Linked DNA regions of Zea mays: region 2 is linked to region 1. A link is a contact called in public Hi-C data. All regions are on one chromosome and are shown on one strand. Each heading gives the region's core, a stretch centred on a gene start, on an enhancer-like site or on the middle of the called end of the contact. The rest is flanking DNA. Distances are from core to core; before and after follow the strand shown.

The links. Hi-C and Micro-C count contacts between places; a contact is called where the count stands out from the background.
Region 2: a contact with region 1 is called in a Hi-C map of ear, with 2.4 times the contacts expected there. The contact joins the promoter of LOC103633567 here to the enhancer-like site in region 1. A contact is called at or near these places in 2 of 25 Hi-C or Micro-C datasets (ear and tassel).

Annotation. Positions count from the first base shown.
Region 1 is chr1:33,814,424-33,820,990 of Zm-B73-REFERENCE-NAM-5.0, reverse strand. No RefSeq gene overlaps it. Among protein-coding and RNA genes, the nearest start is that of LOC118473506, 6.8 kb to the right of the region's middle. Within about 2 kb of position 2,815, at least 19 of the 20 cell types and tissues checked have an H3K27ac peak or open chromatin away from gene starts, as enhancers often do. A contact at or near this core is called in ear and tassel, where this site is marked.
Region 2 is chr1:33,969,521-33,977,076 of Zm-B73-REFERENCE-NAM-5.0, reverse strand. LOC103633567 (geraniol 8-hydroxylase) reads left to right here and starts at 4,545. Exons shown (of 2, transcript XM_008655260.3): 1 at 4,545-5,523; 2 at 7,476-7,556. The coding sequence starts at 4,630.

The DNA of each region.
Region 1 (6,567 bases), core at 1,566-4,065:
TCATGGCATTCGACAGTACCCTCAGCAATGTAAAACCAAAATTCATTCCAACTGCCCCACTTGTTGCGGGCGCACGGAACCAACTCCACTACTGGCATTGTGGTCTTGCCGGTCTTCGGCGTGAATGTGCATGACCCGAACTGGGCAACTCCGTCCCCAACCATCCTCTTCTGCCAATGCAAACAATAATTCTTCGCAAAAACTTCAACAGACGGCTGCCCGCCGTACGAAGTCGTCGCCCAGACATACATCGCCAGCGCCACCATGGCATTCGGTGTCAGCTGATGTATTTGAACATTGAATCTACGCAGGACTTTGCCAACAAACCGGTGCGCAGGCAAGCGGAGACCGGCGGCGAAGAACGCCTCGAAAACGACCAACTCACCCTCCGGCTCGGGGACTTCCTCCGTCCCCGGAGCACGAGCAACTCCGCCGCCAAAGTAGCCCAACCGCTGCATATCTTCAACGCGGGCTGACGTCATCCGTGACACACCAAAATCAACAGAGTCGCCGGCGCGCAACTCCTCCACCATCACGCTACTCAACGTCTCCTCAGACGAGGCGGCGGCCGGCGGCGTGGTGTCGGAGGAAGAAGAAGAGGACGGCATTGCTACGTACCGTCGGCGGCGGCGGGCGGTTTGCTTCACTCGAGCCAGAACTCCGGCGAGCAAAAGGAGCAGCGGAAGAAGAAGAGCAGCAAGACGGCGGGAGGCTAGGGTTTTTACGGAGCGCGGAAGGCAAAGTTCAAACAGCGCCGACCCTCGCCCCCCTTTTATAGGCAGAGCGCGGCTCTTCGGGAAACCCGCAATCCGAAAGGGCGCGACGCTTCGGGAAACCCGCAATCCAACAGTACGCCGTCCATCAACGGTCACATCAAAAACCCCCGCGGAACCACTTCGAGCGAGGGCAGCGTCTCCGCCATCTAGCGACGTCTTCGGCACCAGGTGACTCTATCGAACTGGTCCCTCGGAGGGCAAATGTTGGGGCGAAGGCAAAGACGTCACCCTTCGCTCGAAGCCTCCGCCGCGGACGCTGGTCTGACAAAGACAAAACGGGCAGGGACACCCTTCGCTTCATTCAGCACCAGACGAAGGCCTGCGGTGACGTCTCCCCGCAGCGCGGCCTCGTCCTGCTCTATGGCCCACGCGTGATCTGGCCCATTGTAACGGGCCCCGCGTGGCCGCCTTTGTGTTACGGGCCTAGCTTGTAAAGGCATTCTTGTAATTACAGCTTGTAACCCTGCTTTATGGGAATATTCTGGGGATAAACTAGGTGTCTGAGGGCACATGCGTCCTTAACACAAGGCGCTGGGCACTCAGATACCTATAAATACCCCCGCACAGTGCCCGTGAGAGGCTAGATCAACAGAGCTATTGCCCACGTGCACGTAACCCTGTTGTCACCACCGCTCACCCTTGTTGGCCTCCTTGCTGCTGAGAGCAAGTTCCAACAAATACCTTATTCATGAGAGTCGTGAAAAATGCGGGGTCATTAGTTAGACCAAAGAACATACCTTATTCTTAAGGACATGTACAAACTAAATACCATAGATGGATTGTGTCTTTGAATTATAATTACAGTTAAAAGATAACATATAGGAAGAATCGTGTAGAGATGACTATTCTAAAAGCATGTCTCTTGTGTTTTTTTATTTAACCTTTAAAACATTTTAAAAGACGCAATATTAAATGCCCTAACACCCGACAAAATACCCAATATATATATAGCTAGACCAACGAAAGAAGGGGGGATTTCACTCGGTCAGATAAAACCGTCAGAGCGTTAGCACATTAGAAAAGACTAAACAGGTGAAGTATTCCAAGGATAAAGAGACTACTACCCTTGGTCATCACCATGGAAAATTAAAGAATTCAAAGGATACAGGGGCTCTCCCGCAAGTTATTTTCGCGGGAAAAAAAGGAGGATGTGTCGGCGTTGATCGTTGGAGGGTTAGCTGGTGGTCCAGTCCATCCAGCAACGGCGTTTTTGTTGGCACAACCCTGCGGAGAGCGAACTGGCGGAGTTTTTCCTTGCGATGCGCCGTCGGGCGTCGTCCAGTCCAGGTGCCCGTGCCTGTCCGGCAGTCTTTCCATCGATCGATTCGAGCCGAACTCTTGGGTAACAGTTTCCCAGCTGGATTTGCTTGCAAGTGAAGCACAGGGCACTTTGCCATATGGGGGCAGCAGCAGGTAGGAGAAATCTGGAGAGAGATCATAACCGAAGCAATTCATCAAGCAGCGTGACCCGCCGCAGATCTAGTCGTAATGACGGGCCGGACGTCCTTTCCGCGCATGGCCCCCTTTTTTTTTTCCCCCCACTTCACTTGCACAATTTTTTTTTCTCCCGTCCTTGCGGATCGTTTCAGGTTTGGTCGCGACTTTGTGGCTCATGATGAGGAACATCGCACGTGACCGTTATGGCAAAGCTTAGCTGCTACAGCGCACACACACATCGTTCCATTGTTCTGATCGTCAGTTGGGCACGATTTGTGTCCTGTGCCTGTGCCTGTGCCAGCACAAATCAGACCGGAACAGAGGATCCTTTTTTATTAATTGCCGGCCTGCGAGGGCGTGCGTGTTATTATTATTAATTACTTCACCCGTTTTGTTTTTTGCCGAAAGTGGAGTGGACGTGGGAAAAAAAGCTGATAAGATCGCCGGGGAGACGGAAAAGCACGGCATGTTACTATGTTAGTGCCGCACCCGGCGTTATTTATTACTATCCCCTTCGCCGGGGAGGAGAAGGGCATGAGCAGACCGATAGGAGACGCATGGACGTCCAGTGCATTGTTGTGCGTGGCGTGGCGCTCCCCGATTGGTCACCGTGGCCGCGTGGTGCCTCCTCTCCTCTGACTCCGGAGGCGGATACGGGACGGCGCCTGGGGCAGCGCGGCTCGGCCTCGGCTCAGGGAAAAAGGGCCAAGCAACGCACGAACGTGTCCATGTCCCCACGACGTGATCACGTGAGCCGGCGCCCGAGGCGCGGCGCGGCGCGCCATGTGCCGGCCCGAGCGCCAGCGACGGGGCATGTGATGGCGGTCGGGGGCAGGGAACCGTGAGCGCGAGACGTGCAACGCACCGCGCGCCAGTCCGAGGCCGACGGGTCGCTAGGCTGCCCGAAACCGCGGACATCGTATCACGCTCACGCCGAGGGATACCAGACCACGGCCGAACGCGGCTGGTCGTCGTGCCGCTGCACGTCGCGGCACCGCGCGCATGTGCGTGCCTCGGGCCCGCCCTCACCTCTTTCCATGCCCCGTGCCTTTTTTTTTAAAAAAAAGAAATTCTTTCCATATGCGCTTGTTTCACCGGATCGCGTTCGTACTAATTTGTCACCGAGAGCAAGATGATCATATATCGCCGTGCTTCGCTCACGCAAATTCGTTTCCCCACACCGCCATCTGAACTCGGCAGGAGCCAACCACTAGAATAAAAAAGACGCATCAGTACCGATTAACAACCGGCTTCAGATTTCCATGACCTTTTCGTAATCTAAGGCTGGCTTTCTCATGAAGTATCGAAGTCTAGCACGTGGATAGTTAGATGCTTGAGGTCTTAAAAAATATCATAAATACTAATGGTCGCTGTAAATTCTGTTCAGTTAAAACCATTGCTTATATATACTCGGTTGCACTACTGGTACTAGCGGCCCTTATACCAGTAGTATATGGTTTTCTGATGATTAAGGAACCTGATGCGTACGTGCTGGGTTGCTAATGATTCTGAGGTTAGCGACCGACACCCTCGTCCTTGCACTATTTGTTTTAGCAACATCTTAACACTGGGCGAGGGCTGGTCCGTGCTTACTGTCGGTTACGTCGGTGATGTCGGCCAGCTCAGCTGGACGAACAACCGCTTTTTTTTTTTGCTTTGCGGGGCCTCGTGGTGGTCAGAGAATCCAGGTCGATCACGCCAGGCCAAGCAGCTGGTGGTTGTTCGTTCACCAACCAAGTCGTCTCCGCTCCGTCGTCCGTCCCTGTCGCTTGCGCTTGCGCTGGTGGCATGGCAGTTCGTGCCTGTCGCCACGGTCGCATTCTCGTGCATGGCCTGTTCGCGTGCGTCGTGGCCCTCCTGTCTGTGTTTGCCGAGGGGTGAAGCGTCTTCCTCCCACTCCCACCTGCACGGAACTATACAGTAGTGGTGCTCCTGGAATTCCAGGCGGACTTTGATAGATTCAGGGGGGAAAGAGGACTTTTTTGTCGAACAAGTTCGTTTGGCGGTTATTAGATTCGTCGCGTTCCACGCGATGCGAATCCGAGCGAGAATACAATGCAGAGGACTGAGGAGGGGGCGGCACTGTGGCGAGACGAACACGATGCATGGCTGGCCTGCCTTGAATCACGTTTTCGTTCGAGAGATCGATACTCTGGCCACTTGGGCCACTGCACTACCTAGCTGCAAGGAAGGAATATGCCTATCCACTCGATGCTTTGCTTGCTTCCTCTGAAGATGCAGCTTGCTGCGTACAGCGTACTATACTACACAGGTGGTTGCAGCTAGGCCTGCGTGAGCCTTCTTCGTTCGTCATTCCTCGATCGCGTCATATGCATCTTTGGAGCCTTGTCAAAGCGGTGTGAACGAGATCAGAATCCGTCAACAGGACCGGAGCGCACTCGAAAGTTCGATGCAAAGCTGCACACTAGGCAGGAGGCTCCGATGGATATTTCGTATTTCTCTTGTCCAGAACACGCGCAAGAGAATTTTTCCTTTTGTTTTGTTAAGGAGAAAGAAAAAAAATGGAGTTCATCATGCGGGCCAGCCGCCAGGCCAAGCGAAGCGAGCGGCGCGCGCGCACATATGCCGCCGAATATACGGTCGGCACCGATGGATGCATGCATGCATGCATGCGCTATGTCGATGCTCGATGGCTGTGCCTGTGCGGCGTTGCTTCTTCAGTCACCTGCAACTGCAACCAAAACTAGCGACGACCACACATCGCAGCAGTTGATACACCTGGAGTGTAGTAGCTCTGCATCCCACCAGCCTCCTTGTCATGAAAACAGGTCACCGAATAGCCCAAGTCCAAACTCGGGGGACATCGCATGCCAGCCAGGCTTTATCCATCACAGCAGTTCGTCCTCGGAGACGCGTCATCTCGAAACCAGATTGAAGCAGTGCGTAAACGTAACCCCCAAATACACGCAACGCATGCGGACGCGCTCGGGCCGATCCAAGCGGTGCCGCCCGTCGGTCGGAGCTAGCAGAGCCCCTTCCAGCGCCATGCTACCTTGCCGCAGTATTGGCAAGGCAGGAGAAGCATGCGATGCTGTGGGTCTTCAAACTGCCACCAGTAATAGCCTCGTACGGGCATACGACCCCAAAATCCTAGGGCCCCAAAATTTATAGCAATATATGTAATACAAATTAAAAAAAAACTATTTTGCATAAAATATTAGTTAAAACGTTAAAACATGGCCTAGGATCGTGCGGATGTAGAAATCGATCTGTTCTTCTCATTTCTAATCAAGCTATTTCTTTACTTATAAGAAGATTTAAACAATATTAACATTATCAAAAAAAAAATTGATTTCTTATTTACGTGTAGTGCATTACAATCATTAGATTAAAAATTTGAAAGACTTATTCAAAATAAAGATTATATATCTTATACAATATTTATTCATCGTTATATTATTATGTGTACATATATACATACTACCACTTAATGTTTTTTCACTATGTTTTGCACCGTGCCTCCCAATTTGTAAAATCCGGGATAAGGTTTCATACAAAAAAAACACTGAAGATCTTATTTTAAATAACACTAAAAGAATAATACTTTCAAAATAAATATTATATATCCTATACACTATTTATTCATCATTATATTATGTGTACATATATACATACTACCACTTAATGTTTTTTCACTATGTTTTGCACCGGGATGCCATTGGGAAATCAGAGGATTTGAAATAAAATTATGCTACTTACATTTACTTATCATAATTTCTATTAAGGTGGGCCTACAGGGGTCTAGTTAGGCCATGACACACCCTAAGCCAGTCCATCAAAGACCTCGATATCCCTTTGTCTCCTCCGGTGGTGCGTGCATGCCCGCTTCTACGTCCCACGCACGGAGCTGCACATCCAACTTTTGTGTCGTGATCTCATAGGCCCGAAAGTGTGGAGCTACCCGTGGGGAGGCGATGGTTAAGTTCTTGTGTATCGCCGCTTGAGGTTCGTCAGCTTCGTAAGCTTCGCTACCAGGCCGAGTTTCACAACCTAGATGAACTCAGCATCCTAGGGATGTTGTGCCAGCTGCAGCTGCGTGTATGTCACTATGTTGCCTTCATCGTGGACGTCCTCATGAAGAGGGTCGCCACGAACGCGTGATTTGTGGTGTCCTACGCCGGCGACGACTACATTTGTGCCGCCTCCGCCCTCTTCTTTGTGGCAATCGGCGTCCTGCTCACGGCGTGCTCCGTCTCCTCACTCCTCGAGCAATCCTCAATCCATAGTAATCCCATCTTCATTTTTTACTAATTTAGTAATTAATCCCCAATCTAAATTTTTACTATGGCACCCCTATACAAATAAAAAGTAGGTCTACCACTCCCTGTTAATG
Region 2 (7,556 bases), core at 3,296-5,795, 150 kb before region 1:
TCAAGATATTCTAACCAAGTTTGGAATGAAGGATGCCAAACCCATCAAGACACCCATGGGAACCAATGGGCATCTCGACCTCGACGAGGGAGGTAAATCCGTCGATCAAAAGGTATATCGGTCGATGATAGGTTCTTTGCTATATTTATGTGCATCTTGACCGGATATAATGCTTTCCGTATGCATGTGTGCAAGATTCCAAGCCGACCCTAAGGAAGCTCACCTTACGGCCGTAAAACGAATCTTGAGATATTTAGTTTATACTCCTAAGTTTGGGCTTTGGTATCCTAGGGGATCCACATTTGATTTGATTGGTTATTCGGATGCCGATTGGGCGGGGTGTAAAATCAATAGAAAGAGCACATCGGGGACTTGCCAGTTCTTGGGAAGATCCTTGGTGTCTTGGGCTTCAAAGAAGCAAAATTCCGTAGCTCTTTCTACCGCCGAAGCCGAGTATATTGCCGCAGGCCATTGTTGCGTGCAACTACTTTGGATGAGGCAAACCCTTAGGGACTATGGTTACAAATTAACCAAAGTTCCTCTTCTATGTGATAATGAGAGTGCAATCCGCATGGCGGATAATCCCGTTGAGCATAGCCGCACTAAACACATAGTCATTCGATATCACTTTTTAAGGGATCACCAACAAAAGGGAAATATCGAGATTTCTTACATTAATACTAAAGATCAATTCGATATCTTTACCAAGCCACTTGATGAGCAAACTTTTAACAAACTTAGGCATGAGCTAAATATTCTTGATTCTAGGAACTTCTTTTGTTGATTTGCACACATAGCTCATTTATATACCTTTGCTCATGTCTCTTTCATATGCCATGACTAATGTGTTTTCAAGTGAATTTCAAACCAAGTCATAGGTGTATTGAAAGGAAATGGGAGTCTTCGGCGAAGTCAAAGGCTTCCACTCCGTAACTCATCCTTCGCCGTCGCTCCGCGCACCTCTCCATCTTTTGGGGGAGAATCCAAAGCAAAAGGACTTCGTCTTTGGTATAATCTTCACTCATTTACTTATGACCAAAGGGGGAGAGAGTAATTTAAGGGCTCTAATGATTCCGTTTTTGGCGATTCATGCCAAAGGGGAGAAAGTATGAGCCCAAAGCAAAAGGACCGCACCACCACCAATTTCTAAAAATTTAGTTTTTCAAAGAGTGTTTTCAAATTGATCTCACTAGTGATATAATTTCAAATTGGTATACCCTTTTCAAAATTAATATCAAAACCCTCTTGAACACTAAGAGGAGGATTTCATTAAGGGGGAGTTTTGTTTAGTCAAAGAAAAAGCATTTGAAACAGGGGGAGAAAATTTCAAATCTTGAAAATGCTTTGCAAAATCTTATTCATTTACCTTTGACTATGTGCAAAAGAACTTTGAAAAGGATTTACAAAAGAATTTGCAAAAACAAAACATGTGGTGCAAGCGTGGTCCAAAATGTTAAAAACAAAGAAACAATCCATGCATATCTTATGAGTAGTTATATTGGCTCAATTCCAAGCAACCTTTGCACTTACATTATACAAACTAGTTCAATTATGCACTTCTATACTTGCTTTGGTTTGTGTTGGCATCAATCACCAAAAAGGGGGAGATTGAAAGGGAATTAGGCTTACACCTATTTTTCTAATTGATTTTGGTGGTTGAATTGCCCAACACAAATAATTGGACTAACTAGTTTGCTCTAGTGTATAAGTTATACATGTGTCAAAGGTTCACTCTTAGCCAATAAAAAGACCAAGTATTGGGTTCAACAAAAGAGCAAAGGGACAACCGAAGGCACCTGTGGTCTGGCGCACCGGACTGTCCGGTGTGCCACCGGACAGTGTCCGGTGCACCAGAGGACTCCAAGTCAAACTCGTCACCTACGGGAAAATCTAGAGGCGCTCCGCTATAATTCACCGGACAGTGTCCGGTGCTCCAAGGTAGAGCGGCTCTGGAACTCGCCAGCCTCGGGAATTCGCAACGGCTAGTCCGCTATAATTCACCGGACATGTCCGGTGTACACCGGACTGTCCGGTGTGACAACGAAGCAACGGATAATTCGGCGCAAACGGCTACCTGCAGCGCATTGAATGCGCGCCAGCGCGCGCAGAAGTCAGGCACGCCCATACTGGCGCACCGGACACTCTACAGTACATGTCCGGTGCGCCACCGGACATCCAGGCGGGCCCAGAAGACAAAGCTCCAACGGTCGGAACCCAACGGCTTTGGTGACGTGGCTGGCGCATCGGACATGTCCGGTGTGCACCGGACTGTCCGGTGCACCATACGACAGTCAGCCCCACCAAACGGCTAGTTTGGTGGTTGGGGCTATAAATACCCCAACCACCCCACATTCAAGTCATCCAAGTTTTCACACTTCCAACCACTTACAAGAGCTAGGCATTCAATTCTAGACACACTCAAGAGATCAAATCCTCTCCCAAATTCCACACAAAGCTTTGGTGACTAGTGAGAGAGATTTGTTTGTGTTCTTTCGAGCTCTTGCGCTTGGATTGCTTTCTTCTTTCTTGATTCTTTATTGCGATCAAACTCACTTGTAATTGAGGCAAGAGACACCAATCTTGTGGTGGTCCTTGTAGGAACTTTGTGTTCCAAGTGATTGAGAAAAGAAAGCTCACTCGGTCTGAGAGACCGTTTGAGAGAGGGAAAGGGTTGAAAGAGACCCGGCCTTTGTGGCCTCCTCAACGGGGAGTAGGTTTGCGAGAACCGAACCTCGGTAAAACAAATCCTTGTGTCTCACCGCTTTACTCGTTTGCGATTTGTTTTTACGCCCTCTCGCGGACTCGTTTATATTTCTAACGCTAACCCGGCTTGTAGTTGTGATTATTTTTGAGAATTTTAGTTTTGCCCTATTCATCCCCCTCTAGGCGACTATCAACAATCACATTCATCTTTTATAGATCAATCTTGCCAAATCAATTAATTCATAAAATAACAATGATATTGGATAATTCTATGGATAATATGATAATTTCTTAGCTTTTGGTGATGAATTTATGACATTCATAATTTATATTACTCATAATATTGAATGATGATTTTATATTTTATATTTATATATTTTAACTATTTTATAATGCTAATATTAATAATGATGTGGCTCGCAAGCCACCTTTAAACTAAGCTGAGTTTTATTCTTGAGCTCGTGCAATGGATGAGTTGAGCTCGAACAGTCGACTCGGCTCGTTTCCCGCCCTATGCATGAACTCAGGACTCCACTCTCCATGCATGAGCGTCATGACTCACACGAGCTGTCAATCACCTTTGATTGATGCATTTTTACTTTTACCATCAAGTGGATTGTGGCGTCCCGTTCATAAAGCATGCTTCCGGTAAAGAAAAAAGGTGAGGAAAAAAAAAGGAGAAACGTGCAAATGACTTGATAGACTCAGAGAAAGAGAGACACACAGAAGAGGCTATTGGCTATGTTTCCAAAACAATTCCAGTGCTTGGGTGAACGCAATTGCCAAGTTGGCGATATTTCTCGTGGAGTGAGAAACCAACTAAGGCCTTGTTCGGTTACATGGGATATAATCCCACTATGGATTTAATCCGGGTATGGATTGGGTGAATCCATATCTCACACCCAATCCCATGGTGAGATTAAATCCATCAACAAATCCATGTGACTTTCAAAGCTAGTTATTCTTTTGATCCATGGATTCTAATGTAAACTTGTGCAATATCTCATGGATTTGTTCCATACCTAATGGGCTATGGATAGAATCCATGTCTTCCATAGTTTAAAAAATTCCCAAACCTTTGGGTTATATTCCATGATGGGTTTAACCGAATAAAAAAATTTAAGTAATCATGGATTATTTTGGGACATGGATTGAGACATGGATTTAATTCCAATCCATGCTAATCCAGAGCGGGATTGGTGTAAACGAACAAAGCCTAAGGGTTTGTTCGGTTATTTCTGTCTCATGTGGATTGGATAAGATTGGAAAAAAAAATATGAAGGATTTTGACTTGTTCGGGATTTAAACTCATTCAATCCCACCTAATCCACATGAATTGAGAGGAAAGCGAACAAGCCCTAATAGGGGTTATGAAGAGAAATGTCAACTTTGGTGACAACTGACAACAACAGGAATTACGAAGAGAAATGTCAAGTTTTGACGATAGCAATGTAGAAACTATAGGTATATCAACACATATATACTAGAAGGTGGATAGAGTCCTCATATTAGTTTCCGTCCTAATGTCCATGTCGACGTTGTCGTCACGCGGCCATCATCAAAGACACGCGGCGCATCCTTTTTGTTGTGAAATACTTCCGTTTTTTATAGTTTAGTTAAAAATAAATTAACAAACGATAAATGTTAAAAACGGAGGTAGTATATTGTTATTGGTAAGATTTTTTCGGCGATAGTCGTACGTAGATATTACTGCTCGATCAATCACTATCCGTAGCTTAGCAGCCAGAGCTCAACCAATCATGCGGTCCGTAGCGTAGCAGCCAGCAAAATTAAAAAAAAAATCCTCAGACGTTTTATTATTTATTACTCGTGCCGTGGAGCTTGTCCGGCGTCCGCCTCTACAAGAACGAGACCACGTCGCATAGTAATGCGCACGTGCCACAGAGCTCAGCTCAGTAGCTCACCATGGAGTTCTTCTACCTCTACACGCTGATATCTTCCATCCTCATCGTCTCCTCCCTGTACCTCCACTTCTTCTTCGCCCGCAGCCGCCACAACCTGCCCCCGGGCCCCCGCCCGCTGCCTCTCGTCGGCAACCTCCTCGACCTCGGCTCCCGCCCACACCGCTCCCTCGCGCGACTCGCGGCCCGCCACGGCCCGCTCATGGCGCTGCGTCTCGGGGTGGTCACCACGGTCGTCGCGTCCTCCGCGGACGCCGCGCGCGACGTCCTCCAGCGCCACGACGCCGTCTTCTCCACGCGCTCCGTGCCGGACGCCGCCCGGGCGTGCGCGCACGACCACCGCTCCATGGGCTGGCTCCCGCCGGGGAGCCCCCTGTGGCGCGCCCTGCGCAAGGTGTGCTCCGCGGAGCTCTTCGCGCCGCAGCGCCTCGACGCGCACCAGGCCCTCCGCCGCGACAAGGTGCAGCGGCTCGTGTCGCACGTGGCCGGGCTGGCGCGCGAAGGCGCGGCCGTCGACGTCCGCCGCGTGGCCTTCACGACAGCCCTAAACCTGCTCTCCTGCACCATCTTCTCCGACGACCTTGCGGACCTTGATGACCGCGGCGCGTCGGGTGAGTTCATGGCGGTGATCGAGGAATTCCCGATGGCCGTCGGGGCGCCCAACTTGTCGGACTTCTTCCCGGCAATCGCGCCCTTGGACCCGCAGCGGATTAGGGCGCGCCTCGTGAGGGTGTTCAAGAAGCTGCACGCCATTTTCGACGAGCAGATTGAGCGGCGCGTGCAGGAGCGTGCCGCCGGGGATCCACCCAAGAACGACTTTCTGGACCTGTTGCTTGACTACCGCGGCGCGGAGGATGACCGGGGCTTCGATCGGCAAACTCTGCTGTCATTGCTTACGGTAACTCTCCTGAACGACATACAATATGTTGCAAAATTAGACAAATTCGTTATCAAATTTAATACAGAAATTTACTAATATATGTAAATGTATAATGTAATCATAAATCAATTAACAAACATGATATCGATCATAATTTTAATCATAGAGAATAGAAAACGAATCGCTACAGCGTACCCACGAGACCTGTTTTCGCTAGTGGACAACTGGACATTGCCAAGTAGTCTTCGAATCTCTACAACGTACCCACCAGCCCTGTTTTCGCTAGTGGACATTGCGAACTAGTCTGAATATTAGTCGTTTGGTTCCTCGAGGCTAAGCTTTAACCCTATTGTATTGGATGTTTGAATATTAGTTATAAGTATTAAATATAATTTAATTATAGAATATACTTTTAATATAATATTTAATACTTATTTAAATATAATATTCAAATATCTAATTAGCAATGACCGCTAACACTAATGAACACTAAATGGCAAGATATAATTATAAAACTAATTACATAGATAGATACTAAATGACAATATGAATCTATTAAATCTATTTGGTCCAGGATTCTTTCATGTGATGCTACATTAGACAATTATTAATCATGTATTAGTTAAGTTTAGTAAATTGGTCTCGCCGTTTAGTCTTCAAATATATAATTAGTTTTGTAATTAAATTATATTTAATATCCGTAATTGTTATTTAAACATTCAATGCTAGAACCAAACACCACCTTAATGTAGTGCATAGAGGTCACAATGGCCATCACTACTAAGATTTATAGGGGCTCGTGACAAAATTTAAAACAGAGATTTTTTTTAATTATTTTTATAGATAAACATTACCAATATAAACACTCAACATGCATATAAAAACATATCAAACAACGAGTAAATAAAAAAGATACATATTACAGTGTTGCCTTAAAAGTTTTTTTATGGTCTGACTATATATATCTAGAATTGGGCCCTATGGACTTGGGTGTCGGGGCGACGACCCCTTTGCCCCCCTCAGGGCCGGCACTGATCACTACCATCTGAGGATGAAGTAATATTCATAATTGAGAGAGAAATTAGTTTATTTTTTCTTGACCCTCTCCAACCCGGAGGCTTTGTTCGGTTGCACATGAATCGGAAGAGATTGAACGAGATTAAACCCCTTTCTATTCAATTTTAATTAGGAAAAAATTTAATCCCTTCAATCTCCTTAGGGTTACTTTGGGAAACTCAAATTCATTTCGGTATTGGAGGGGATTGGGGTGGAAATCCTGTCCAACCCTTTTCAATTTCGAAGAGGATTTGAGTTTCTAAACTAGCCCTCAATCTCGACTGAATCAATTTGAGTTTCTAAACTAAGCATGAAAGTAGACAGCGACAACGTGAGTAAGATACCACCACAAAACAGTTGAAATAGTTGATTGTCTTGTACGCGAACAGCAGAACTAGACGTGCGATAAATCGAGCAATCACGCCGATGCACAATCCAAAAACTTGATTGCCCGTCTATATGTACAAGTCATAGTTTCAAAGACGTGATCTTCCGACAATCTGTATGCGTGAACAGAGTTTCAGAGGTTTGCTCTTTCGACAACCTGTGCGCGCAGTACACAACAACAATGTGACAGGTTCTTATGAGCGCCCCTATTATACAACAATAAAGGAAGACAGAGATGAATAGTTGAACTTATAAAAGCGAAAATATATGGAACATGAATTTCATTTAAACAAGTCTTTAAATATTGATTGTAGAGCGGATTTTAGAAAGATACTTAGAGACTCCATCTTATTCAAAGATAAGGGTAACATTTTTCTTCAGTCCCGGGTAGAATTAGATAACAAGTCTGATCAACGTACAGTTAAGAAAAAAACAAGAGTCAGAAAATATAACCTACGCTGTTGCTTTTCAGTTTGTGTTTTACCATGCATAAATTCGGTTTTACTCATAACTAACTCTACTCGCAGGATTTATTCACTGCTGGGAGTGATACAAGCGCAGCCACAATAGAATGGGCGATGGCCGAGCTACTACAGAGCCCCTCGTCG